Regions from separate parts of the Mus musculus genome. Here all the other regions are linked to region 3. The links are chromatin contacts, called in public Hi-C and HiChIP or PLAC-seq maps. All regions are on one chromosome and are shown on one strand. Each heading gives the region's core, a stretch centred on a gene start, on an enhancer-like site or on the middle of the called end of the contact. The rest is flanking DNA. Distances are from core to core; before and after follow the strand shown.

Region 1 (6,362 bases), core at 3,488-5,987, 200 kb after region 3:
CCCACAAATAGTTTTTGTATCAAAAACTCTAAAATAATTCAACAGGAGAAAAAGGTCTTTCTTTAAAAATTTGCCAGAAAAATATGGTACAAGTAATGGAATTTTGATGATGAGTGCTTTTACCTTATGGATCAATTTCGGGAGAATTGACTTGCTAATGATACTGAGTTTTGCAAATAGTATCTTTTCCTATTTAAGTCTTCTTTTAAAGTCTATCTCAACAGTATTTTTGGTTGTCAATGCAAAGGTTTTATACCTATTTATTTCATTAATCACTAATGACTTTTTATGTTAGTGTTAGTTTCTAACAGTTTGTTGCTAATAATAGTGACCCACACTTGATACCTATGTAAGATTCTGTAATTTGTCCATCTATAAACTTGGTGATTCCTTCAGATAGTCTGTGTAGATCATCTTTTTTCTGTGGCCAAGATTATTTCTTCCTCTCTTTTAATTTTATGTCTGTTTCTTTTGCATTCTTTATTTTGGTGACTAACCATCCCAGAGAGGTGTTGACTAGAGATGGTAAGAACTAACATCCCTCTCTTATTCCTGATCATATGTTGAACACCTTCAGCCTTTTTACCAGCTTCTGTTGATCATTCTTTCCTTATTGTGAATGGGTGGTAGAATTTTGTTAGCTGTGGGGTTTTTGTTGTTGTTTTTAATTTATTGAGATGATGTTTTTATTTCTTTTTTCTTTTTGAATATTTCAATGTGATTGTCAGCTACATTAATTTTAAACATTAAACAACTAATCATGAATTTTTGAGGTAATCCCTATTTGGTTATCATTGTATATTACTGGTTTCATTTATAAAATTTAACTCTTTTTTTGTGTTTATTTACTTTTATTTTTCTCTCATATATTACAATCTTGATTGCATTTTGATTTCCCCTCCTGCCAGCACCCCCTCCCCCAGATGTTATCTTTTTCTGATTTTTTTTGGACTTTCAAGACTGGGCTTCTCTGTGAAATCCTGGCTGTCCTGAAACTTGCTCTGTAGACCAGGCTGGACTTGAACTCACAGAGATTCCCTACTGCCTGTGCCTCCCAAGTGCTGGCACTAAAGGCATGCTACCCTACCACCTGGTTTCTTTTGTGTTTATAAAAGACCCCTTGGTTTGTAGAAATTTTTTTGTAATTTTTTTAAAGTCTGTGTGTGTGTGTGTGTGTGCGCGCGTGTGTGCACACCTGTGTGCCTAAGCAGAGGCCAGAAAAGGCCATCCGATGGCTTCATCTGTCAGTTTAAATTCATTCATATGAGGCATATCTCTTCCCTGAATGTGTGCCTAGCTTGAGCAGCAGCAAGCTTCATCATTCCTGTTTTTTACTTTGGGATGATGCTTGCTCTATGGATGCTAGGTTTCAAATGCCAGTCCTCATGATTTCAGAGCAAGTACTTAGCCCCTGAGCCATTACTCCAGCTCCTGTTCTTTTTAGCTTTTTTTAAATTTTTTAAAAAAATTTTTTAAAGATCAGATCAATGCAGGTTTCTCTCGGAATGTTTGTGAAGTATTCAAGTTCCTTTCTATTTTTTTTTTTTTTTCCTTAGAGGAGAGTTGGAGTTAAGAAATGATTAAGAGTGCTGGAGATTAAACTTAGCCCCTCGTTTGTGTTAGGCAGCTGCTCTACCACCTAGCTAACCCTCCAGCCCATAAAAAGGTTTTAATGTAGGTTTAAGAATAGGCTTTGCTTGTATATGAATACACATTTAATCTTGAGTTTCTGTGTTTTCATATTCTTCCTTGTGTCACATGGTTATTTACATTGAATTATAACATATGGATTTTCCATTGTGAGTTTTTTCTATTTACTTTCCAGATATTTGTGTAAATTTACAGATGTATTTCTTTATAGGGCACTGATTTAATCAGAACATGCATTGTTTGACATTTTGTGAACTTTCTGACATTTATGAGAAGGCATAGAAAATGGACTGTGTTGGCGATTGTTTTAATGTGTGCCAAGAAGACTGTGTTTGAGTAGAAATCTCTAAAATCGATAGGTCAAATTACTTGAGTAGTTTTCTTTTTTAACTCTTGAAGCTTACACCCTGATGTTCTGGTTGTTCTAATAATTGAATATGATAACTGGATTTGTTTCTCTTTCACTTCTTGGCTCATGTATTTTGAAGCTCTATTATTGGATACATATGACTATTTAGTGTCTTTTAGGAGGAATTGGCTTTTTTTTTTTGGCCATAAAATGACCTTCATTAACTCTGTAGTAGGTTATGAGATAGTTACAGAAATGATTTCTGTAGTACCTCACAGAAATCCTATTATTCTTTTTATGTGCAAACTTTCCTTTTTTTTTTTTTCCACCTTTTGGTTGTTTGTAAGACTTGTATTTTTATTTTGAGTGTTTTACTTGGGATATGTAAGTACACTGCATGTGTGTCTGATGCTGATGGATTCCAGAAGATGGCACCAGATCCCCTGGAACTGAGCTAGGGATGATTGTAAGCTGCCACGTGGGTGCTGGGAAGCAAACCCAGCTCTGGTTCTTTGTAAGAACATTCAGTGCTCCTAACCCCTGAGCCAGCCATAGCTACAGAGTCTTTTAGTACTACCAGAGGATCCCGCAATACCTCTCCTGGTCATATATCCAAAAGATGTTCCAACCGGTAAGAAGGACACATGCTCCACTATGTTCATAGCAGCCTTATTTATAATAGCCAGAAGCTGGAAAGAACCCAGATGCCCCTCAACAGAGGAATGGATACAGAAAATGTGGTACATTTACACAATGGAGTACTACTCAGCTATTAAAAAGAATGAATTTATGAAATTCCTAGGCAAATGGATGGACCTGGAGGGCATCAACCTGAGTGAGGTAACCCAATCACAAAAGAACTCACACAATATGTACTCACTGATAAGTGGATATTAGCCCAGAAACTTAGAATACCCAAGATATAAGATATAATTTGCTAAACACATGAAACTCAAGAAGAACGAAGACCAAAGTGTGGACACTTTGCCCCTTCTTAGAATTGGGAACAAAACACCCATGGAAGTTGTTACAGAGACACAGTTTGGAGCTGAGACGAAAGGATAGACCATCTAGAGACTGCCATATCTAGTGATCCATCCCATAATCAGCCTCCAAATGCTGACACCATTGCATACACTAGCAAGATTTTGCTGAAAGGACCCAGATATTGCTGTCTCTTGTGAGACTATGCCCGGGCCTAGCAAACACAGAAGTGGATGCTCAGAGTCAGCTATTGGATGGATCACAGGGCCCCCAATGAAGGAGCTAGAGAAAGTAACTAAGGAGCTAAAGGGATCTGCAACCCTATAGGTAGAACAACAATATGAACTACCCAGTAACCCCCAGAGCTCGTGTCTCTAGCTGCATATGTATCAGAAGACGGCCTAGTCGGCCATCAGTGGAAAGAGAGGCCCATAGGTTGTGCAAACTTTATCTGCCTCAGTACAGGGGAACTCCAAGGCCAAGAAGTGGGAGTGGGTGGGAGAGTGGGTGGGAGACTTTTGGGATAGCATTGGAAATGTAAATAAAATAAATACCAAAATAAAAAAAAAGAAAGTAAAAGAAAAAAGACTTAAAAAGAGAGATGTGGTGGCGCACACTGATAATTCAGATCTCAGGAGGCTGAGGCAGGAAGACTACTTTGAGTTTGAGGTCAGCTTGAAGTACATAGTGAGTTTCAAGCATGCCTTGCCTGACAGATCCTGTCTTAGAAAGGTTGGCAGGGGAGGGGGGAACTATTACTGAGGTTTAGTAATTTGATTGTGTTGTATTTTGGATGGTTTTCTTGGAGATGACTTTGCTTAGCTTTTTAAAAAAAATTAAATGTAGAAATGTTTTGACTATTATTTCTTTTTTTAAAGATTTATTTATTTATTATTATATGTAAGTACACTGTAGCTGTCTTCAGACACTCCAGAAGAGGGAGTCAGATCTCATTACAGATGGTTGTGAGCCACCATGTGGTTGCTGGGAATTGAACTCAGGACCTTTGGAAGAGCAGTCAGTGCTCTTAACCACTGAGCCATCTCACCAGCCCCATTGGCTATTATTTCTTAAATACTCCATTTATTCTAGTCTTTTCCTTGCAAATGAAAATGTATTTGAATTGTCTTCATTGCTACTGATACCACCACTCATTCTTATTTTCAGTTTTCTTTTTTTCTGTGACTTATTTGTATGGCAAATATGAGAGTCTGAGATCACTGTTTTACTCCAGAAGTATCTATCATCCAAGATGGTTTCAAACTTATTAGCATAGTTATTTTTTCTTCCAAGTTTTACTTCTGTTTCTCCTTCATGCATATGTATGCTGGTGGGGGTGCACATGTGCATATGTGAGTAGAGGTCATTGGTCAGCCTTGGGTGTTGTTTCTTAAGAGCCATCCATTCACTTTGTTTTTCTTTGGGACCTGTGGCTCACCTGTTAGGCTAGGCTGACTGTCATCCACTAAGCCTCAGGGATCCGCTTGTTTATGCCTCCTCAGCTCTGGGATTAGGAATGTGAGCACCATGCCTAGCCTTTTACTTGGGTGGTGGGGATCAAATTCAGGTCCTTATGCTTACAAAATAAGCACTTTACCAACTCCTGAATCCGTATCTTTCCAAGCATACTAAATTTCTTTGTAATCATGTTTTTTAAAATGTGTAGGAGATGGAGCCTGTATGTGTATGATTATATTTGTGGGTATGCTGGTGCTTATGTGCATGCTGGCTGGGCAGCAAGCATATACACATGGATGCTGGATCTTAACAGTTTGACATTTTTGAGGAAGGATTATCATATCAAGTGAGTCAGATGTTTTAAGCTTATGCAATGATTAATTCCATAAAATAAAAAATACTGTGTTAAACAAAAAGGAAGCAAAAGCCTAGAAAAGGATCCATGTGCATATAGACATTTGCTTTAGGACAGAAATTATAACAGCAGAGTAAAGAATTGTTCAGTAACTAAAAATGAAATAATTGATAATCTATTTGGAAAAAGAAGTACCTTATTTTCTTATTTTCTACAATGCAGAAAGCAAAGACAGATTATTCATTTTTAATTAGAAGGCAAAACTATAAAACAGTTGGAAGCTTCTATAGGAAAATATAGAGATAATTTTAATACATTTAGCAGACAAAAGGGCCAAATCCAAAGATTCAGAGCACTCTTGTCAATCATGGACAGTTCAGTGAAAGAAGGAAAAGAGACTTGGACAAGCACCCCATAAAGAAAATCTAAATATTTACAAAGCAGGCAAAGAGATTCTTAGCCTATTACTAATCAAGAAAATACCGCAAAGAGTCTGTGATAACTGTAGTAGAGGAACTGAGATTTAAGTGATTAGTAATACTTGTTTTGAAGGATACTTAGTTATGAGAACTCACTAAAGACTGAGTTACTGTGTATTACTACCAAAATAATCAGGAAAATGGTCTCCTTTTGAGGTAAAGGAGGGTTGACTGTTGAGAAAGGTACTGATGTCTTAGGAATACTGATGCTCTTAAGGGTTTGTTTGTTTTTTTAACTTTTTTATTGGTTCCATTTACCCTAATCCCACTCATCTACCTCATCCCCGTACCTGCCCTTTACTTTTGCAATCTTCCCCACAACAGAGAATAAAACAAAAAACAACAACAAAAAAACTCCATCTCGTTGTGGAAGCAATTTCTTTGCTTGCAAATGCTCATTGCAGTGATTTATTGGTCTGGTTTACTCTATTCATACTGGAACCTCAAAGGAACTCTTCTTGTATATTCTTTCTTGCCCTGTGTCATGGAGATCCTCTAGTTTTGGATTTTTAGGACCAGTACTCCAGCATTTAAATTGATAGGATAGATGCTGAGGTGGGCCAATTAAAAGAACCTGAGCTCATCAGCTTGTTGGATCTGCTTCCACAACCTCTGGGCCAGCTCACCAGCACCACCACCCCAACCCCCCTGAAACCAGGATCAGCCCTACTCTGCTGCCCAGGCAAGGTGCGGAGCCTGCTCTTCCAAGTGTTGCAGATAGTGAAGGACATGGCCAATTTTCCCATTCTAATGACCCTGGGGCCAGCTCTCCATGTGCCATAGATCACCAGTGAGGAAGGGGAGGAAAACAGCTTTTCCTCACCTGGCACAGCAGACTAGAGGTCTGGATTTGCCCAATTGTCATACATGTTTTTGGGGTGTTTTAAGCTAGGCTAGGCTAGGCTGGGCTGTGGTCTTCAAAGGTCAGATAAACATTTTTTACTTAGTTTCAATTGATGATGGGATTTTTCAGGATTTAGTCCCTTGTAAGTTGAGTGTTTGTGTTTAGAGAATCCAATATAATTGTGCTTAGTTGCAATAAGTTTTCTAATGATAATAAGTTACTTTGGAATATATTAATAAAAGA
Region 2 (6,193 bases), core at 258-2,757, 150 kb after region 3:
ATAATTCTGTTGCTTGTTTTTACAACTTTAATGTTCATGTAAATTTCTAGCTCACCTCTGGTGAGCTTCAGTTACTTGAAATAATCATTTTTTCCCAGATACATGTTATCAGTTGGCTATAGTGTTTGTAGACCCATGTTCTGCTTTAATTCCCTCCATCATTTTGCTTCAATTTAAATACTTTTAAATATGGGAGCTATTTATGTAGACCAAAACTCAGGGCTATTAAAAAGGAGGAGAGAGCTTCTCTTGAACACATTTCCACACATTCCTTCATTTTCTGTAACTTGTGTATCTTTGGAAATCAAGCAGACATGTATATTTTCCAGCTTCCTGTCTTTCTAAGGTGGTGTGGTGTGCTGTGCCCACTCTTCTGTACTTGCTGCTCTTGGGCGTTACTTATTTGTGGAGTTTCTTCATCTGTTACATGGTGAGAACACTATGTGAAGACATCTGATAGCTAAACAGAAAGAGGCACAGAGCAAGAGGCAGCGAGGGCAGCAAGGTCAGTCAGGCATGCGGAGCTCCACCTTCTTCTGCGCCCACAGCCTGTCCCTGCTGCCTTCGTAGAAGCACGGACATAAGAAGCCTGTAGCTCTTTATCCAGGGGTGGGGTCTCAAGATTTCCCCATCCACGTTGGAACAGCAACTGGTATGGTCATTGTTCTGATCTTGTTCAAGTAGCCATAGCACTAGGATGTCATGAAATCTCCACAATATGGCTGCTTAACATCTAAGGGTTTTTGTTCTTATTATGGAAACACATTTTCCTAATTCTATTCATAACTGATACTTTCTGAATGCTGAGAATTAGGACAGCTGACCTTTTCAAGCTCAGTCTTAGGTCTCAGAGGAAAGATGACAGAGGCTTAAGACAAGTTAGCCCCATCACTACCCAGTGCTCTGTGCCTTAAACACCATGATGGGTGGGGAGACCATGAACCAGCCCCGATCCCGTGCTATCTCCATGAACTGTCTTGAGTACTGCTATATTAATCTGTTTATTGTTGGCATGACAAAATGTCACCCACTGGGTGACTTAAATAGCAGAAAAGTATTTCTCAGAGTTCTGGAAAACAGAAGTCCCAGGGCAAGGGCTCTCTTTCTGGCTTTGTGCCATCTTTGTGCTTCGTCCTCACATGGCTTTTCCATATTATATGGACAAACTGCATTAGGAGAGCTCTCCTAGTCCTTGTAATGACAGTGATTCTAGAGGGTGAGAGCTGCATCATTATCATCCCATTTAACCTAATTACTTTCTTATTCCAAGTGCAGATACACTGCAGTTGGGTAGGCCTTCAACATGAATTTTTCAGAGACACATTCAGTCTCTAACGGAATAATGTTACTTCGGGACTTGAATAGTTTCTTTTCATACATGTACAGAGGAAATCTCAACCAAATACCCCCCCCCCCCGCCGTGTTCAGGGCCTTTTATCTATCCAGTTCCTCTCTCTGGCTCTGGAAATTCTTAGTCTAACTCAGCGACACCACTTGGCTCTCTAGGGATCTGCCCTCCTCACACTGCAGCCTGACACTGGCCTCTCAGCTGCAAACTAGGGCAATCTTTAGTGCTGATTTCATTTGTTTATCTTGAGAATCACATGTCTGCATGGCCTATTGTGATATCTTAAAAACTGTCATTCCATATATTTGGTCTGATTTTCTATAGTCTATAGAAAGATACAAAGACTGCACAGCACCTGCACAGCATCATGACCAGAAGTGGAACCACGTGTTTTGTGTTAATTACTATAATTACTAATAAAAATTTCATGAATGAAACATTGGGCATCCAACTTCTTTGCTTTATCTGTTGCTATATTAAAGTATGTGGCAATACTTTTAAAGTATCCAATAAAAGCAAAGGACAACCCCCCCCCCCCTTTTTCTGGCATAGCACAGAAAACAAAAAGCAGAAAATTGGAGTTTTGGGTTCCTCAGATTGTCACCCAGGTAAAAATTATTTTGCCATAATTATACCCATTCTCTAATCAGCCAAGGGATTGCTAATTTACAAATTAGAAATATTTGATTTCATGTATTTAAAATTTCCTTTTAATTTAAGTTTATATGTATGGATGTTTTGTTTGCATGTCTATTCACCATAGCTGGTATCCAAAAAGACCAGAAAAAAAAAAAAAAGAAAAAGACCTGATCCTAAAGATCAGGTCCTAGGGACTGGAATTACAAATGGTTGTGAACTGCTGTGTGGGTGCTGGGAACCAAATCAGGGAGTGGAAAAGCAGCCACTGAGCCATTTCTCCAGCCATTGATTTCAGGTATTTTATGTGCCCACTATAACTGTAATTTAAATGATCAAAGCCTGTGGCCAGATCCATATGCTGTACAGATTCTCCTTGATGTACAGCAGCGTTAAGTCCTGAGGGACCCAATGCAATGTGAAAATAGTCTAAGTAGAAATGCATTCACTAAATCTAATGTGCTGAGTGTCATAAATGCACATAGCTTGCTAAGCATGCCCTGAACACTCACACTAGCCTAAACATGGCCAAACTCATCTAACACAAAGCCTGATTTATTATAAAATATTGACAGACTCATGTAACAGATTAAATACCTAGCTAGAAGCATAGCGACAACACAGTGTACTATAGTACTGTTGTGAACATTGCAGCTGCCTGAGACCTGTTGCCCTCTGCTCCTGCCTGCCATTGTCAGAGGGTGTCCGTGCCAGATCTCTGTCCCAGAAAAAGGAGACATTCAAACTTCAAAGGATGGTTTCTATTGCTGTACACATGTCCCTTTCACACCATCATGAAGTCAGTGACTGCAAATTGAACCATTAAAGATGGGGACCACTTCCTTCCTTCCTTCCTTCCTTCCTTCCTTCCTTCCTTCCTTCCTCCCTCCCTCCCTCCCTCCCTCCCTCCCTTCCTTCCTTCCATCCTTCCTTTTACTCTCTCCCTCCCTCTTTCCTTCCCTCCTTCCTTCTCTCCTCTTCCTCCTCCTCTTCCTCATACTTTTTGTGTGAAGATGAAACTTTCCTTGTTCAATCAAATTGGATAGAAAATATCTGGGAAAGCAAGATGGCAAAATGAAATAAAATAAGAACATTGGATTTTTTATCTGAGCAGCATTTTTTTTTCTCTTTGGGGCTTTGTCCTAAGGAGATACCTCTAAGGTAAAACAGTGTTTATGAATCCACTGGTCAGAGAAAATTTGTCTCCCTCTTGTTTCTGATTTCAAATGAGTCTTTTTGTAGGCACACTCCTCTCTAGGTCTTAATGCTATCAGCAAGATTTGGTTTTCTTGGCTTTTCTGGAGGTTTGGTTATTTACTCTGCATTGGTTTTTATGTCATTCCAGTCCATTCCACACAGGCTGGCTGAGCAGGTGAGTGTGTGAGCTCCTCTGGTTGACAGTAAGGACATTTGTCAGAATCAAAACTCTCGCCTTCTCTTGGTCTGCAGTAAGAGTAGCATGCACTCGGTTGGCTTGAAAGGCAGCTACTGGTGTTAGGGGAAACTCCAGTAAGCAAAATGATGGTGCCAGTGCCTCCAGGGCCTTCTACAGTAGCTCTCCCTGACCTGGGGGAGGGAGTAGTCTTAATCACTAGTGGTCAACAAAAGAGAGAAGTATGGTACAATAAGCCACTTTCAGAGAAGGGTGGTGAGATGGATCGGTGGGCAGAGGTATTTGCTGATAAGCCTGAGGACCTGAACTCAATCCCCAGGACCCAGCCTATGGAAGGAGAGGACAGATTCCTGTTTCCCTCTGACCTCCACGTGTGCATTGCAGATGATGTTCACATTTGCTGAACTTGTGCAGTGTTACAATTGTCTACTTTTTATTAATCATTCTCAATTCCTCACTGTGTTAATTTATAACATTATTTCAAATGTGCTAGTATAAAGGAAAACAAAGCATATATAGTCAGGCTTTCTAGGTCTAAGTTCTGTATCAACAGATCCAACCAATCATGATTCAAAAAACATGTTTTTAAACCACGTCTGTACTGAACATGTGCACAGCTTTTTCTTGTCATTGCTGCCTAAGAACACACTGTAGCAGCAATGTGCATCACATTTCCCATATAGTCAATGTTAGAAGAATTAGAGATCATTTAGAGCTTATGGGAGGATATGCAGAGATGATACGCAATTCTACACATGTGAAAGGTGAGCAGCAACTGCTGTGGCTTCTGGTTCACACAGAGGTTGTGGAACCAGATACTCGGATACTCAGATTCTCCTTCAGATACTGAGGGACAACTCTAAGGGCTCAGTACAGGTCCTTCAGTCATCTTCTGGGAATCTTGAGACCCCTCTGGCTAAGGGCTTACTGGATTCTTGTTCAAGATATGCTAGAAAATCCCGTGGCTAAGGGTCTACTGGGTTCTGGGTACAAGGTATGTCGGAGGGACCAGTTTGACAACATTAGAGAATGAGATTTTATCAGAAGCTAATGTCTAATGTCCAATAGGAGGTACAAAGGAGACAGCTTTCTACAGGGCAGGTAGAGTGGGGTACACCCTCAGGAAAAGCCTTGTGTTCCTTGGCAAGGAGAGGAGTATTAAAAAGATTGGAGTCAATCTGCTCTGTGGGATTGTAACCCCGAGGACTTGACCGTCTCTTGCTTTTTGTTTGTTTGTTTTTCCTCATCTAGAAACAGGATGAACAAGCTATACCTTCAAAAATTTTCATGATATAGAGTAGTCTCCATTATGGGCTGGCATTATTGAGAGGGGTCAATAAACAACATGAGGTGACAGCATAGCTCTTATTAATAAAGAATGTGGAAACAACTCACTTTTGTAGGAATTTCTCTGATTGGCTATAATTCCATTAAACATTTTATAAATGTGCCCATGAGGGATTTGAGTTTCTAGATTCTTTCTGGTTAATGGTCTGTGTTGGAATGAGGCTAATGCTGACTTCAGGAGTCAGGATGTATTTCCTCTTCATTTTTTTCTGCAAAAGTCTGTACAATCTGATGTATGGCTTCCTTCAGTGGTTACCAGGCCACACCACTGAAGCCATCTGAACCCTTGGACTTTTGTGTCATATGAAAACCAACACCACTGAAGCCATCTTGGACTTTTGTGTCATATGAAAACCAACTACAGCAGAACCTTCTTAAAATATTTACATATATAAAAAGAAATCTAAATGGTTATCACCAAACAGTGGCGGAGACACAGCCCCAACTAAACACCTCTCACCGCCAAGTGAAACCTCCAGTGCCAAGAATGGGTTACATCTAATAAAGTTGCTGGCCAAGGGGCCCCGTGGAAGCCCTCAGAGAACTCAAGCTTTATTTCCAAAGCTATTGGTTGCTTTCCACAAACTGATAGTAAGAGCCAACTGTTGAAGGCAACATCTATATATCTCATGGACATGAAAAAGTCAAGTTGACACCTTTACCCCAACTGACCAGTGTTTATGGTATTGAAAGGTACTCTGCATGCTATGTGCCGCAAAACTCTTGATCTACCATGGTGATCTGAGTGCATGATACTCTGGTGCATTGGTGGCACAAAAGTTATGGCAGAAACCAACCACTATCTGATTGGACTCAAGGCTCTCTCCATGAGATGGAACCCATGCCTGACACTGCTTAAGTAGGGGCCAAGAATATAAGACTAGATAGGCCATGGACCTAGAGGAAAAGCAAATGCTACTGTTATACTAAAGGAACACAGCAATAAAATGATTCCTAATGACATTCTGATGCGCTTTTAGATCAGTGTCTTGCTAAGCCATCACCAGAAACACTTCATCCAGCAGTATGTAGGAGTTAATACAGAGACCCGTGACTGGACAAAGTGTGGAATACTCAGTCTAAAATGGAAAGACTTCATCAAATTCCTCCCTCAAGAAAGATTGCAAGAGCCAATGGAAGACACCAAAGAAACAGTGTCTTACAGACACAATAGCTCACACTCACCTCACAGAGACTGTGGCAGCATGCATAGACTCTTCACAGGTCCAAGACGATAGGGTGCCGGTGCTAAGGGGTATCTAGACACAAATCCTCACCCCTAACCAAGAAGCTATCTCCAGTTGATAATCTCTTGCAAAGGAAGAGTCAGTTTTCTCCAATGGAGTCTTACTGAGTATACAGATCACACTGAAGGCCAGGCCCCATGTCCAGCAGTAGACAACCAACACGATACAAACATGGTTTGCTTTCTTGAACCTTACAGATATTTAGCCTGTATACTATGGTTT
Region 3 (6,954 bases), core at 4,056-6,555:
ACTCCAGTTAATGGGAGTTAATTGCCAAATTTGTGGCTTGAATCAGTTTGAATGCCAGAAAATTTGTTCTCATACAGACAGACTCAGGAGTCAGAGTTAGACCTACATTTGACCTTAAAGTGTAATAACTTCCTTCTAAAGGGAAACCTAAACATGAGGCAAAAAATTATATTCTGTAGGAATAATGTTAATGAAATGAAAACTGAAAAATAAAGTAATTACAGAGTAGAAATAATGGAAAAGAAAGCCTTGATAATAAAGTCCAAAAATTAGTAGTGGGAAGACATGAGAGGGAATTACTCTATTAATTACATCCATAAAGATCTTACTTGAAAAGTATTCCAAATTTCTTCAAGAAAATGGACATTCAAGGCTAGAGATCTGGCTCAGGCTAAGGGCTTGATCTTGAGTTTAAGCCCCAGAACCTTGTGAAAGAGCTGAGTTGTGGCTCACACAGGTGTAAGCCCGGCGCTAGGGAGGAGGAGGCAGCCTGGCCTATTTTGCCAGCAGAGACCCTGTCTCAGAAAACAAGCTGGACAGCACCTGAGGAGTAATACCTGAGGTTGACCTCTGGCCTCCACATACATATTCATACTTGTGGAGGGGGGTGGGGGAAAGAGAGGGAGGGAAGAGAAGGAGAGAGAAAGGGAGGAGGGAGGGGAAGAAGGGGAGAAGGAGGGAGAAATGAATAATGGATGTTCATTGTGCCCTTGTGTATTTGTGATGAAAGTCATTTTCTTTCTACTGTTGCATGATGGGGCTCTATCGGCCTCCCAAGTCTTTGCTCTACTTCAGATTTTCTTAGAGAATTAACAAGGATTATTTAATGTGACTTCTACAAGCATGGGCCAGATGTTGACTTCCTGTGCTAGTGTGTAATAAGAAAGCATGCGGAGATTTGGACAAGTATGTGTTTCTTGCTAAGCTTGAGTAGGATTTGGTGGGGTGGGATGAGATTGAGATGGAAAGCACCAGTTATAAACAAACAAATCCAGGTGGGGGCACACGCCTGTCATCCCAGCACTTGGAAGGCAGAGGTGGGGGAACTGGGAGTTCGAGGTCATTCTTAGTCACATGATGAGACAGCATCCTGGACTACATAAAATCCTATCTCAAACAAGTAAACAAACAGCCTGTCACCTCTTCATAGGAAGATACAGATGTGAAATTCTAGAAACTAAGTGCTGTGAGGGCTAAGCTTGGAGCCAGATACTCGCCAGCAAAACTTTTTGTTATTCTAGAACGGTGACAGGAATGTGCGATGCTGGCAGCCTCTGGATGATGTCGTTAATTGACTTAAAAGCAAGAACCTGCAGTTTCCATCAGACACCATTCTAAAGTTCTTATGTTCAAAACTCACAGGCCTGAGTCCAGCCAAACAACAGTGCAGGATACCTCGAAGCAGAGACCGTCTGCTCCTTGGCTGTTGGCAAGGAACTAGACAACATGTTGTTTTGAGTCCTCTAGTCCCTACCATGCTGGGCAGTCATTAGTACGTGTTCCTCCCAAGGGTATTTCCACTTAAAGGAGATCTTCCCACCCTTGATATGTCTGCTTGAAATCTGTGAGGCAGAACTTACCTACTAGTTTTCTAGACTTTTAAAGGAAGCAAAGATGTGTTTGTTGATTGCTTATTTCCTTGGCATTGTCCCTTGCAGATCCAGCTCTGACATCACACTCAAATGCCAGGGGCATGTCACTTCAATGTGCATGCCCTCTCTGGGCAGTACCATACCTGTTTTCTGTGTGAGCCCCCCCTTAAAGAGCTGTCCAGAGTGTGTGACGCTGAAGTGGGCACTTATATCCATAGTTCAGGCTCTGCAGTTTAGTAACTCTTGTGGACTTGGCCATAGGAAAGCTATTTAATCTAACCATCAGCAATAGGGTAATAGTAGCTTGTTAGCACAATTGTAAGAGTTCTGTAAGACACATGTAAAATGCATGCCACCCTGTAAATTCTTCATAAATATCCAATCAGTCTGATCTACTTTTGTTCTTATATTAGACTGTAAAAAAGAGTAGAGAGTGGCTTGATTTTTGTGCCTCAAAACACCCTGCACAGTCACTAGCCCTGGTTTCTGTGACTTGACCTGTGTAAGAGAACTAGAGATCCTGGAGTGTGACTATTCAAACTGTTCAAACCAATAGCAAGGAAGCCTGACTCCAACAGTCGCTTAGTTCTACAGAGTAGGGAGCATCTGATTAGAGAACCCACTGTGAAAGTGTTTGGTTAATTCATCTCCGTGTGTGCATGTGCACATGCATGTGTGCATGCATGTACACAGATGCATAGTCCAAGGACAACATGCTGGAGTTGGTGCTCTTTTACCATGTTGGATCCTGGATTCAATCCCGATTATCAGGCTGCTTTACCCATTGAGCCATCTTGCCTAGCCTGAAATGTTATTTTGTAAACATTGAATACATCAGAATAACTATGGTTATGTAAACGATGTAATGGGGTCTGGTGCATGGATCTGTCTGTGCTCAAAGAAGTTAGCATCTAAAGGAAATTCATTGTTCTAGAAAAGTGGCTGAAGTGTCTTTGTTATTTAGGGAGTTATATAGGTGATTTGACTTAATTTTGAAAGTCATTTTGGAATGGTCTGTGAATTAGTCTGAATTTGTTGTGTGGGCCTCCTGTGTTTTCTTGTACTGGGCATCCAACTTACTGAACTGTGATGGTTGGCTTGACATGGATAGAGCATTCTGAGCAGGCAGTTTTGATGTGTTCCTTTGATGCTTCAGTTTCTGTTAGCCCCATCTCTTTGTTTAAGAGACTTTGTTATTCATCTTTTGATAAGTAAATGGACCTTATACTAGTCAGGATGTAATAAACACAGATCCTGTTCTGTTCTGGCATGTATCACTCTGTGCTTGCTCACACTGTGTGATTAAGAGAGCAATAGCCGGAACACATAGGAGCGTCTTGTTCCTACAGCCATGTGGACTGCATATGCCAGAGCCCTGGTGTTGATAAAAAGAAGAACTGAGGTTTGTAGAGGACTCCCAGCCTTTGCTGATTTCTAAGCCCCACACTTGGTCTGTGAGGCTGTAAAAGAAGGAACTACTTGAGGTGTGGTGCAATTCCTTTAAAAGTAACCCAACAAAGGGGAGAGAGGACCTGCAGAGAACATATCCAGAGGTTAGGCACAGCCCCCCAGTTGGGGGCCACCCATCTCCAAAATATTAATCCAGAAGTACAGGTCCAAAGAGTGGAACAGAGACTGAAGGAAAGGCCACCCAGGGACTGTCCCACTCAGGGATCCATCCTATATGCAGACATCAAACCCAGTCACTATTGCTGATGCCAAGAAATGCTTGCTGACAGGAGCCTGATATAACTGTCTCCTGAGAGGCTCTGCCAGAGCCTGACCAATACAGAGGCAAATACTTGCAGCCAACCATCAGACTGGGCAAGGGAACCCAATGGAGGAGTTAGGGGAAGAACTGATGTTGCTGAAGGGGTTTGCAACCCCATAGGAGGACCAACAATATCAACCAACCAAATCCCCCAGAGCTCCCAGGGACTAAACCACCAACCAAAGAGTACACATGGAAGGACCAGTGGCTCCAGCTGCATATGTAGCAAAGGATGGCCTTGTCGGACATCAATGGGAAGAGAGGCCCTTGGTCCTATGAAGTCTTGATGCCCCAGTATAGGGGAATGCTAGAGCCCGGAGGCAGAAGTTGGGGCGGGGGGGGGGGGGGTAAGCAGGGAGCATCCTCATAGAAGCAGGGGAAGGGGCATGGGATGGGGGTTTGCAGAGGGGAAACAGGGAAAGGGGATGACATTTGAAATGTAAATAAAGAAAACATCCAATTTTTTAATTGATGCATGTCTTAATCCGAGGATTCAAGAAGCAGGAGGAGGCAACTTTCTGTGAGTTTCAGGCCAACCTGGGCTACAACAGAGAAACCCTCTCTCCAGAAAACAAAGAAAATAGCCTCCTGAACAGTCACTGGTGGCTTTCAAACCTGGACAGGCAGACAAATAGCTCTGTGCTTTGCAAGTTTCACATACTGAGCCTTTTTTACAAGGCCCTTTTGTTGCTATTTGTTTGTGGATATGTGTTTGATTTTAGTTTTTTGAGACAAGGTCTCTTTGCATGGCCCTGGTTGTCCAAGAACTCACCATGTTGACCAGTCTGGCCTTAAACTGAGAGATCAACCTGCTTCTGCTTCCTGGGTAGAAGAAGGGTTTTCTGTTTGTTTTTTGAATGTTCTTTTATGATCTTTATTTAGCATGTAGTATTGGTGAAATAATATAAGTAAATAATATTAATCAGAAGAAAATAAACCTTTACTGACTAGTAGGTAAGTAGTCTCTTCTAAAGTCTATCATTTAGTGAAGAGTTTCTGTATTACGTACGAAGAAACCAGGGGCCAGAGTGATGGTACAATGGCTTAGAGCACTTATGCTCTTGCAGAGGATCTGGATCCAATTCTCAGCACCCATGTAGTGGTTCATAGCCATCTGTGACTCATAAACTTCCAGGGAATCCAATGCCGTCTTCTGATCTCCATAAGAACAGGCATGACATGGTACAAATGCATACATAAACTTCATACACTTAAATAATCTAAACAACATATATGTAGTGTTATTTATTTACATTCATATAGGTGTGTGTATATACATATATGTACATATATACACACACATATATATACATATATACATATATATACATATATATGTATATATATGAGAGAGAGAATGTAAGAACCAAACACAGGGGCTCATAACTATAATCCTAGCAGTTGAGGGGCTGAAGCAGGAGAATTGTCATGAGTTGTCACCAGCCTGAGCTGCTTAGTGAATTTCAGGTTAGTCTGGGTAAAACAATATAAAAAAAGACTCAAAGCTTTTCCATGCAGCAGATTCTCGTATTTCAGGCTCATTTATTTAAACTGCTAGTCCTCTGGGCTTGGGAGTTTTGGCAGCAGACTATATTCTGGCTGGCTAAAAGCGTGCTTTCCTGAGGCAGCCAGAGCCTAGCTCTCTCAGCTGGGACCTTGCCAAACAAGGAGCTTTCTCACCCTGACCAGCAGGCTGTGCTGTGTCAGCTAAAACAGCCGCCGGGCTCTCCTCAGGATCTACACTCCTTTTCTGATCTCTTTACACTCAGAAGAGCAAGATAAATGGTCAGGGTGTGCTGAGCACCTGTTACTGTGCGATCAAGCTTGGCCCCATATACACCAGCTTCATGAAGTCACAAATCCGTGAGCTATTACATTGTCATCCTTATCATACAGCAAAGGAAGAGACTGAATCAGGGAAGCAGGAACCAGCTACCCTGTGGGAAGCCAGGATGCAGTCGCAGTCCTGACTCCAAACACACTAAGAGCAGGTCATTGCTTGCTCCCTCTCCCTCTCTTCCTCTCTCCCTCTTTCTTCCCTCCCTTTCCTGCATTCCCTCCCTCCTCAGATTGTACTACTTGGAAATATTAAGTGGCATTAACATGTAATAGGCTTTAACACAGCTGATTCAGCTATAGCACAAGATAGTATATACTGCTAGGGCACATGTAATGAATTCGAAAGTGCTCTGGGAGTGCCAGCCAGATCCCCCTAAGATGAAATGTAGCCAAATAGTATTTCTGAGTCATTAACTAGTCATCTTTCCCCATAAAGCAAGGAGAGGAGGCGTGTAAGGAGAAGTAGCAAGTGTCGGTATGTATTTAACTTTGTGGTGTGATGTCTGCATGGCACCTCATCTAATTTGCACAGAGGCTTTTGTGGTATATTAGAGCAGAGAAGTGCTTCCTCTGTCGTGTCCCATTTTGTGTCCTTGGCTTGAAGGGATGAATCATCATCTCCAGAGGCCGTAGCCTCCAGCTCGTTCCTTGCAATTAAAGGATAGAAAAGGGTTGGTACCCTTGCTGCATGCCAAAGAAAGTTCTCTGTTAATTGGCCACACTTCCCAGTGTGTCACTTACTAATAATAATGAAAATAATACCTGTCATATACTAGAGAAGGCTCTGTTCCAAGAATCCTGCGTCACACATTTATAAACCTAGCCATTCTTCCCAAACTTAGGAGATAGTTTTAGTTCCCCCATTACACCGATGAGATCCTAAGGCCACGTATCTAGTAAGCAGAAGAATGAAGGTTCAAGCCCAAGCTGTCTGACTCTAATCTACTCTCCTTTCCTAATTATTAATTTGCTCTGTGCCTTACTGCGGCTCCAGTCCAAGCCAGGACCTCCTCCGCTTTGACTTCCTTGAGCTACTTGGGGGCTCAGAAAGGCACATATGAGACTATAGACCATTTAGCATTTTGGAGTTGTATTTTTGAGAACGTGCTCATGTTGGCCTCGAACTCTTAGAAATCCACCTGCCTCTGCCTCCCAAGTACTAGAATTAAACTCATGTGGTACTTGTGAGTAGCCCATTTATAATTTATTAATGAAGTTTTTATTTTAAAAGTTTTCTATGTCTTAAACTCCATAAATTTCCGCTTGTGTTTAAAAGCCTTTGTCATAGAAATTGTGAGAAAACAGGTATTTTAGTGGATTTCTGAGGCCTTTTCTGTTGTTACTGGAATGTGATATTGATTAGTTAATATTTTTCCTCACCTGTTTTGTAAATGTAAAATTTTGTGGTTCACTAAGAGAGCAGTTTTCAGTTTTTTGGTACATACATATTTTATTCCTTTAAATCTATGCTACATATTAAACGTGATTCTTTTCCTATGCTCCTTACACCTGATACAGCTGGGGACCAGGCGGTGTTGTGCCCTTTCCCATAGAGCTTGTTGAGGTACAAACAGTCCTGAGCAATGGTGCGATGTCACAGCCACTGGGCTTTCTGCATTAGTGCTTCTCTCTCATTGTGTTGTTTTCTGTGTTTGCAGCTTGATTTAGCAGCAGATAGGAAGTCTGGGATCTGAGTACTTGGTGATAGTTTTTCCTCTTGATAATCTTAGAGGTTATTATTATTCATGTGCA
Region 4 (6,552 bases), core at 3,861-6,360, 240 kb after region 3:
CAGGTGTACCCATCAGCTTGACTTTTGGTTAGTGCCAGATGCAGTCACATTGACAAGAAAGAATAGCAATTATAACCTTACACATTTTTTTTAAAAATAGATTAAGTGAAGACTTACTAAGGTGTCCAAGCTGGTCTCATTTGTGGGTTCAAGTGACCCTTCTACTTTAGTCTCCTCAGTTGCTGAGACTATAAACATGAGGTATCATTTTAGATCCTGTTAGGTTTACCTTTCTGTTCGTTATTGCTGATGCTGTGTATGTCTTACTTGAGAACTTTCATTTTCCAAAGGCAGTGAAGAGAATTCATTTAAAATATAAGGACACTCTGACTGTTCCATGTCACGCCATGTAATCACCAGGGTTGATTCAGCAGAATTGGCTGTCTAGAGAAGTGTCTTCGGTTGTCTCACCCCTGTTGTGTGCCTGGTGAAGAAGATCGTGTAAATAGTAGAGGTGGACTGTTCTTCCATCAAACATGTATGGATAGCTGCACTCTTTGCTCGGACCTACAAACAAGGGCTAAGATAATTGTTCTCTGCTTTCTTCTAGAAGTGTTTCTGTTTCACTTTTCAGGTTTTGGTTCTATTATCCTCCTGTAATTTATGTTTGAATTAAAGTGTAGGAAAATTATTATTTTCCCTATTGGGAAATATCCTATTGGGTATTCAGTGACCCTGTATAATTCATTGCATTTCTCTCCTGCCTGAGTTTGAGTAAAATAAAATGTATTTATGGGTCTATTTCTGGATCCTGTATTTTGTTGCATTTGTTTATTTGTATATCCTTGCTCAGTTCTACACTACTGCAATTACTATAATTTGCTATTTGGTAGCATAGTTGGCTGCCATTGTATTTCTGCAGAATAAGCTGGCTGTCTTTCCCTTTCTATTTCCAAATGAAACTGTCAAGTCAATGTTTGCACAAAGGTAACCAATCAGGAATCTTCCTGGACTCAGGGGTTTTCCCCACTAAATATGTCCATCCATTTAGGGATACAGAAGACCTTATAATACTAGGTCTTATTACCTGTGAACATCCTTAACTTTCATTTGGGTTTATTAGTTCTACCCACAGGGTTTGATGCTTTTGAGTATGTGGAGCTTAGACATTTTTTACTTAGTTTCAGATATTTGATTTTAAAAACATAGTTCCCCAAATTTTCTTTTTAAAAATTTTATTATTACTTTGATTGTATAATTTGTTTACCTTGGTATGTGTGATATACAGCACACTTGTGGAGGCCAGGGAACAACTTTGTAGAGTTGTTTTTCTTCTTCCACTTTATGTGGATTGTAGGGATTGAAGTCAGGTTCTTAGATTTGTATATAAAGTGCCTTTGCTAGCATTGCACTAACCCCTCAGTTTGTGTTTTCTGCAGTTTAGTTGCTGAGTACTATTTATAAAAGTATAGTTCTTTGTCCTATAAATGTTAGCCAGTAACCTTGCTTGAGATCACCTGCAGCTTCTACTGCTTGATATGTATTTCTGCTTATTGAGATGTAGGTACCTTCATAGACTTAGGAAGAAAAACACTAAATTTTTTTTCAAAGGTTGAATATAGAGAATAATGGCACAAAAATTGTTGTGTTCATTATTTGGAAGTAATTTCGGTCCTGGCATATTTGCTACAGATACTTTTAGTTGTAAAAGAAAATGAGATATTAGTCTAATATTTCCGTAGACCTGTTCATCTTTTCCTTACAAAGGTGATCACTCATTCACGTTGTTTTCCTTAACATGAATTCATTGAAAGCATATTGTTTTAGTGTTGTATCTGAATGGCTTTACTTTCTCACATGATGGTGTGGTAGTGTTTCCTGACTTTGGCTTAGTGCTGGGCTTTTGTGATCTGACTCATTCCATCAGTTCAGTTATCATACTCATAGCAAACTCCACATGTGTGCTGTCTAGTTCTTACTGTTCGGATGGCAATCGTATGTACTTGTGAAGATACTTCCTTAAAAGTGGGCAAGTAACATTTCTGTGATAGGTATCATTTAGAGAGTTGCTGGTTCAGCTTTATGATACTTCCTTTCTGTTTTGACAAGGTGAAAAGCAACCTTTTTCTGTGTGTAGTTTGCCAGTTGTCTGCTATGTTACTGGTTTTTTTGTTTGTTTGTTTGCTTTTTTCTTAGAAGTTCTCTGTGGTCTGAGTTTTAACTCTCTGTGTGGTATCTGTATTGTTAAGCTGTGGCCAGTCTCCTTTATTCTTTGTCCTTGTTCCCCCACTGTGTTCTGTTTTCTTGTTATTCCTAAAATTTATCTGTAAACAAATATACCAACTGTTGAGAAAATTTAAATACATAGTTTTAAAAGTTATTCATTAGTATGCATGTTTATATTTGTGTGTGTGAAAATGATGGCATGTGCAGGATAGTTCACACATGGAATTCAGGAGACAACTTTTAGAAATTCTCTCCTTCCATTGTTGTATCTTGGGGTTGAATTTAGTAATCTGGTTTGCTTGTGGGCCCAAGATGTTGAGATTTGTGTGTGTGTGTGTGTTTCATATTTAGAAGAAAACAAAAGTATCTTTAAAAAACTAAAATATCTTTAAGATAGATATTGACAGATATTACATAAAAAGTGGTTTGGATATATGGCACAATTTACATAATCAGTCTTTCAAACAGTATATTGTATTAGCTACTTTAATTTTTTAGTTAAGTAGAAGTTCATTGGCCAATAGGATATTTAAATGATCATAGATTATGCTTCCTGTATTTGGGAAACATAAGACTATAAAATGACTTTGAGACTATCTCAAATTCTTTTCTGTTAAGAGAAAAATACTTATTTTTAGATGTGTAGCTATTTAAATGCATTACAGAAAGAAAGGAAAGTTGACACCTTATCTTAATATAATTGCTAAACTACTCTACTGTCTTTAATTTTTTTACTTTTCAGAGGAAGTGAAACAAATTGCATTTTCTTTATTGTTGCTCTTCTATTGCGTAAGCAGATTACAGCTCTAACTTAGAAGTACATTGTAGTAATTGTATACCTGTGCGAAATCCCTGAAGTGTCCACAGTGGCCTTCACAGAAGAAATCCTGGTTCTTCAGTAGCTAGTGCAGTGCTTCATTAGTCTAGTCTAGGTCAACGGTTAAGAGTTCCTAGGAAGAAAAGTATATGGCATTTTTAGGTTCAGAACAAAACAGCATAAAACTACATCTGTATAATGGTATTCACCTATATACTCACCTGTCTCTCTTACATGCTAATTTTCTGTGTATCTCCTTTGTGTGATAAGTTGCCTATTTATATCTTTTGTACAAATTTGAAAATCAGATTTTTAATTTTATTATTGAATTTTAATGTTTTGCATATGTTGGATAATGTACTGTGTGAAGTATTGTTTACCAAAGGTATCTTTGGCTTTTCTTTTTATTTTCTTATAGTCTTTTATAGAGCAGAAGCTTCTAATTTCAGTAAAATTCAGTTAAATGTCTTGTTTAGTAGATCATTATTTTAGGTTTTGTTACTAACAAAGCAAAAGTAAAATAAGTTATTGATGAGACTGGGTGTGGTGACTGGTGCGGCTGTGTAACTGCAGCTCTCAGGAAGCTGAGGTGTGGGTGTGTGGGGGTCCCATGTTCTAGGTTTATGTCGAAGTGTCAAAATCAAGGCCGGCCTGGGGTGCTTAGTGAGGCCCTATCTTTTGAAGAATAAGTGAAAAGTGTCAAACCAAGCCCCAATTCATTTATGAACCTTGTAAATTCATTTTATATTTAGGTCTTGTATCCATTTTGAGTTATATTTTTGTGGGTTTAAGGTCTATAATTGAAGTTCTTTTTTAAATATGCAGTTGTTTCAGCATGGTTTGTTTTAAAGCTTCTTTTCTCAGTGTTTTTAACTTTCTTTTTTAAAGACCAGTCGACTGTGTGTGTCTGTGGTTCTATTGCTCTCTTTGCTGTTGCATGACTTTTGGTATATCCTTTGACCAATGCCACATAGCCTTAATTATTGAAGGCTTATTTTAAGTTTTAAAGTCCTTTGTTCTTTTCCTTCAGTTTTCTTTTGGCTCTTCTGGAGTTTATAACTCTAACACTTTCTACACCCATGCTTCAGCAAATTTGGAATCTGAGTTTACTGTGCTGCTGACACTCTGTTACTAGACTAAATCTATTTAACATAGGATCAGCTAACAAACTGCATTCCTTAGTATTTAGCTAGAAGAGTTGAATAGTTAATTTTATTCAAATTTGTGCATACATGCTTATAGCAGCTTTATTTTTTTAATTGCCAAAATTTAGACAACACTAGTACATCTTTCAGTGCATGATCGGAGAAATAAATTGTTGTCGATCCAAATAGTTGACTATCATTGGGTTGTTGCCTGTCATTGGCAGTGAAAACATGTTCTATGATAATGTAAATGTGTAATACATGTTATATATGTATTCAAACCGGAGATATGTACAAGAAGTGGACTCTGATGTAAACCATGGAGATTGAGTGATACTGGTGTGCCACTGTGGGCTTAGAGCTACGATAAATGTACTATTCTGCCAGGGAATACTGATAACAGGAGGGCATGCATATACAGAGATGAGAGATTTGTGAGAAATTCTTATTCCTCTTATTCTAAAAAATACTCTCTAATGTTAAAAATAGACTTAAATGTTTCAGGTAAAATGAAGTTTGCATTTAGAAAGCTTGAAAGTATTATATTCATATTAATTTTCAGTTTATCAACTTTGGTGCCATATTTGAAACATTTTTAAAAATTGATTGCTGAGAACGCATCATCTAAGCTTACTCAAGTTGGACTATGTTGGAATAATAAAGAGGAGAAGATTGTTATATGCTAAGTTCTTTGATTCACCAACTCCTTCCTTTAGTATCAACCCTTTGTGATTTGTAACTTCAAAGAAATGGTTTTGAAAATGTATTTTTGGGAAGAGCAGAGAGGCTGAGATGGCTAAGTGAGTAAAGTTCTTGTTGCTCAGGCATGAGGACCAACATTCTGATCCTCAGCATCTGTAGAAAAGTCAGTTATGGAATAATAATGCCTGTAATTCCCAGTGATGAAAGAGCAGAAACAGGCTTAAGGTCTGAAGAGCTTGTGGCCAGCCACACGAGCCAGTTGGTGATTACAGTGACTTAAACGAAACTGGAGAGATGACTCATTGTTTACCAGTGCTTGTGCTCTTCCAGAAGACCCGAGTTCAGTTCTCAATACCATCACTGAGCAGCTAAAACTGCTTGCATTTCCAACTCCAGAGGATACAGTGTCCTCTCTGGCCTCTGTAGACATCCACATACACTCAAAGAAGGTAGTGGGGTGGCTGGAGAAAATGGTTTTGTGGTGAAGAGCATGCACTTCTTTTGTAGAGAGCCTGAGTTTGGTTCTTGGCACTCACTTTGGGCAGTTCACAGTAACCTGTAACTCCAGATCCAAGGGTTATGACACTCTCATCTAGCTTTTAGGTACTACATTTATGTGCACATACACCCACACAGACACACATGCATGCATATAATAAACATAAATCTTAAAAAAGAGATAGAAATGTACAGAAGAGGATACTTGGCATTGACCTCTGGCCCCAATACATGTATAAACCTGTCTTAGTCAGGGCTTCCATTCCTGCACAAACATCAAACCAAGAAGCAAGTTGGGGAGGAAAGGGTTTATTCAGCTTACACTTCCATGCTGCTGTTCATCACCAAAGGAAGTCAGGACTGGAACTCAAGCAGGTCAGGGAGCAGGAGCTGATGCAGAGGCCATAGAGGGGTGTTCTTTACTGGCTTGCCTCACCTGGCTTGCTCAGCCTGCTCTCTTATAGAACCAAGACTACCGGCTCCAGACAACCGGCCACCTTCCTGGTGAGAGCACAGGGGTCCGCCCGGCCCGAGAGGTTTCTGCCTCAGGCCCCGGCGGGAGCCTCCTTGGCTCCAGGACTCCACGGAGGGCAGGCTGCACGGGTGACGGTGTGGAATACAGAGGCCAGCCATTTCTGGGACAGGCGAGAGCCACAGAGCTTCTGAGGCGGCGCCATCTTCGGCTCCAGACAACCGGCCACCTTCCTGGCCAAAGCAACACAGCTTCTGGGAAAGATCCTGTTTTGGGCCTTCATCTTCAGCCAGGAGGAGGTCCAAACACCAGATAACTGTGCACCTTCCCTGAAAGAGGAGAGCTTGCCTGCAGAGACTGCTCTGACCACTGAAACTCAGAGGAGAGAGCTAGTCTCCCACGTCTGCTGATAGAGGGTAACAAAATCAACAGAGGAACAATCTCTAAACAAAGACAACTATAACAACTAACTCCAGAGATTGCCAGATGGCGAAAGGTAAACATAAGAATCCTACTAACAGAAACCAGGACCACTCACCATCATCAGAACCCAGAATGCCCACTTCGCCCAGTCCAGGGCACCCTAACACACCTGAAAAGGTAGACCTGGATTTAAAAGCATATCTCATGATGATGGTAGAGGACATAAAGAAGGAATTTAATAACTCACTTAAAGAAATACAGGAGAACACTGCTAAAGAGTTACAAGTCCTTAAAGAAAAACAGGAAAACACAACCAAACAGGTAGAAGT

Evidence for each region. A called contact is a pair of places that touch in the nucleus more often than the background predicts. HiChIP or PLAC-seq counts read pairs in DNA pulled down with a chosen protein or histone mark.
Region 1: an H3K4me3 HiChIP or PLAC-seq map of bone marrow-derived macrophages shows a contact between it and region 3, with 5 times the contacts expected there. The contact joins two enhancer-like sites. A contact is called at or near these places in 4 of 15 datasets of contacts at CTCF or cohesin (CD8 T cells, the NIH/3T3 cell line, large pre-B cells and 1 more), 4 of 484 Hi-C or Micro-C datasets (bone marrow-derived macrophages, double positive thymocytes, natural killer cells and 1 more), 4 of 115 datasets of contacts at active chromatin or transcription factors (CD8 T cells, bone marrow-derived macrophages, epiblast stem cells and 1 more) and 2 of 9 other capture datasets (adipose tissue and liver).
Region 2: a Hi-C map of the N1E-115 cell line shows a contact between it and region 3, with 6 times the contacts expected there. The contact joins two enhancer-like sites. A contact is called at or near these places in 5 of 484 Hi-C or Micro-C datasets (the N1E-115 cell line, bone marrow-derived macrophages, cerebral cortex and 2 more), 1 of 115 datasets of contacts at active chromatin or transcription factors (bone marrow-derived macrophages) and 2 of 9 other capture datasets (adipose tissue and liver).
Region 4: a contact with region 3 is called in an H3K4me3 HiChIP or PLAC-seq map of bone marrow-derived macrophages, with 4 times the contacts expected there. The contact joins two enhancer-like sites. A contact is called at or near these places in 2 of 484 Hi-C or Micro-C datasets (bone marrow-derived macrophages and nephron progenitors), 2 of 115 datasets of contacts at active chromatin or transcription factors (bone marrow-derived macrophages and effector CD8 T cells) and 2 of 9 other capture datasets (adipose tissue and liver).

The regions. Positions count from the first base shown.
Region 1 is chr7:67,342,581-67,348,942 of GRCm38.p6, reverse strand. All of the region lies in intron 2 of Mef2a (myocyte enhancer factor 2A), which reads left to right. Among named protein-coding and RNA genes, the nearest start is that of Mef2a, 27 kb to the left of the region's middle. Within about 2 kb of position 4,737, at least 4 of the 459 cell types and tissues checked have an H3K27ac peak or open chromatin away from gene starts, as enhancers often do. A contact at or near this core is called in bone marrow-derived macrophages, where this site is marked.
Region 2 is chr7:67,396,890-67,403,082 of GRCm38.p6, reverse strand. No RefSeq gene overlaps it. Among named protein-coding and RNA genes, the nearest start is that of Gm51462, 19 kb to the left of the region's middle. Within about 2 kb of position 1,507, at least 8 of the 459 cell types and tissues checked have an H3K27ac peak or open chromatin away from gene starts, as enhancers often do. A contact at or near this core is called in the N1E-115 cell line, where this site is marked.
Region 3 is chr7:67,547,517-67,554,470 of GRCm38.p6, reverse strand. All of the region lies in intron 6 of Lrrc28 (leucine rich repeat containing 28), which reads left to right. Among named protein-coding and RNA genes, the nearest start is that of Gm23233, 20 kb to the left of the region's middle. Within about 2 kb of position 5,305, at least 92 of the 459 cell types and tissues checked have an H3K27ac peak or open chromatin away from gene starts, as enhancers often do. A contact at or near this core is called in the N1E-115 cell line and bone marrow-derived macrophages, where this site is marked.
Region 4 is chr7:67,303,694-67,310,245 of GRCm38.p6, reverse strand. The region is part of intron 3 of Mef2a (myocyte enhancer factor 2A); the gene reads left to right. Among named protein-coding and RNA genes, the nearest start is that of Mef2a, 66 kb to the left of the region's middle. Within about 2 kb of position 5,110, at least 11 of the 459 cell types and tissues checked have an H3K27ac peak or open chromatin away from gene starts, as enhancers often do. A contact at or near this core is called in bone marrow-derived macrophages, where this site is marked.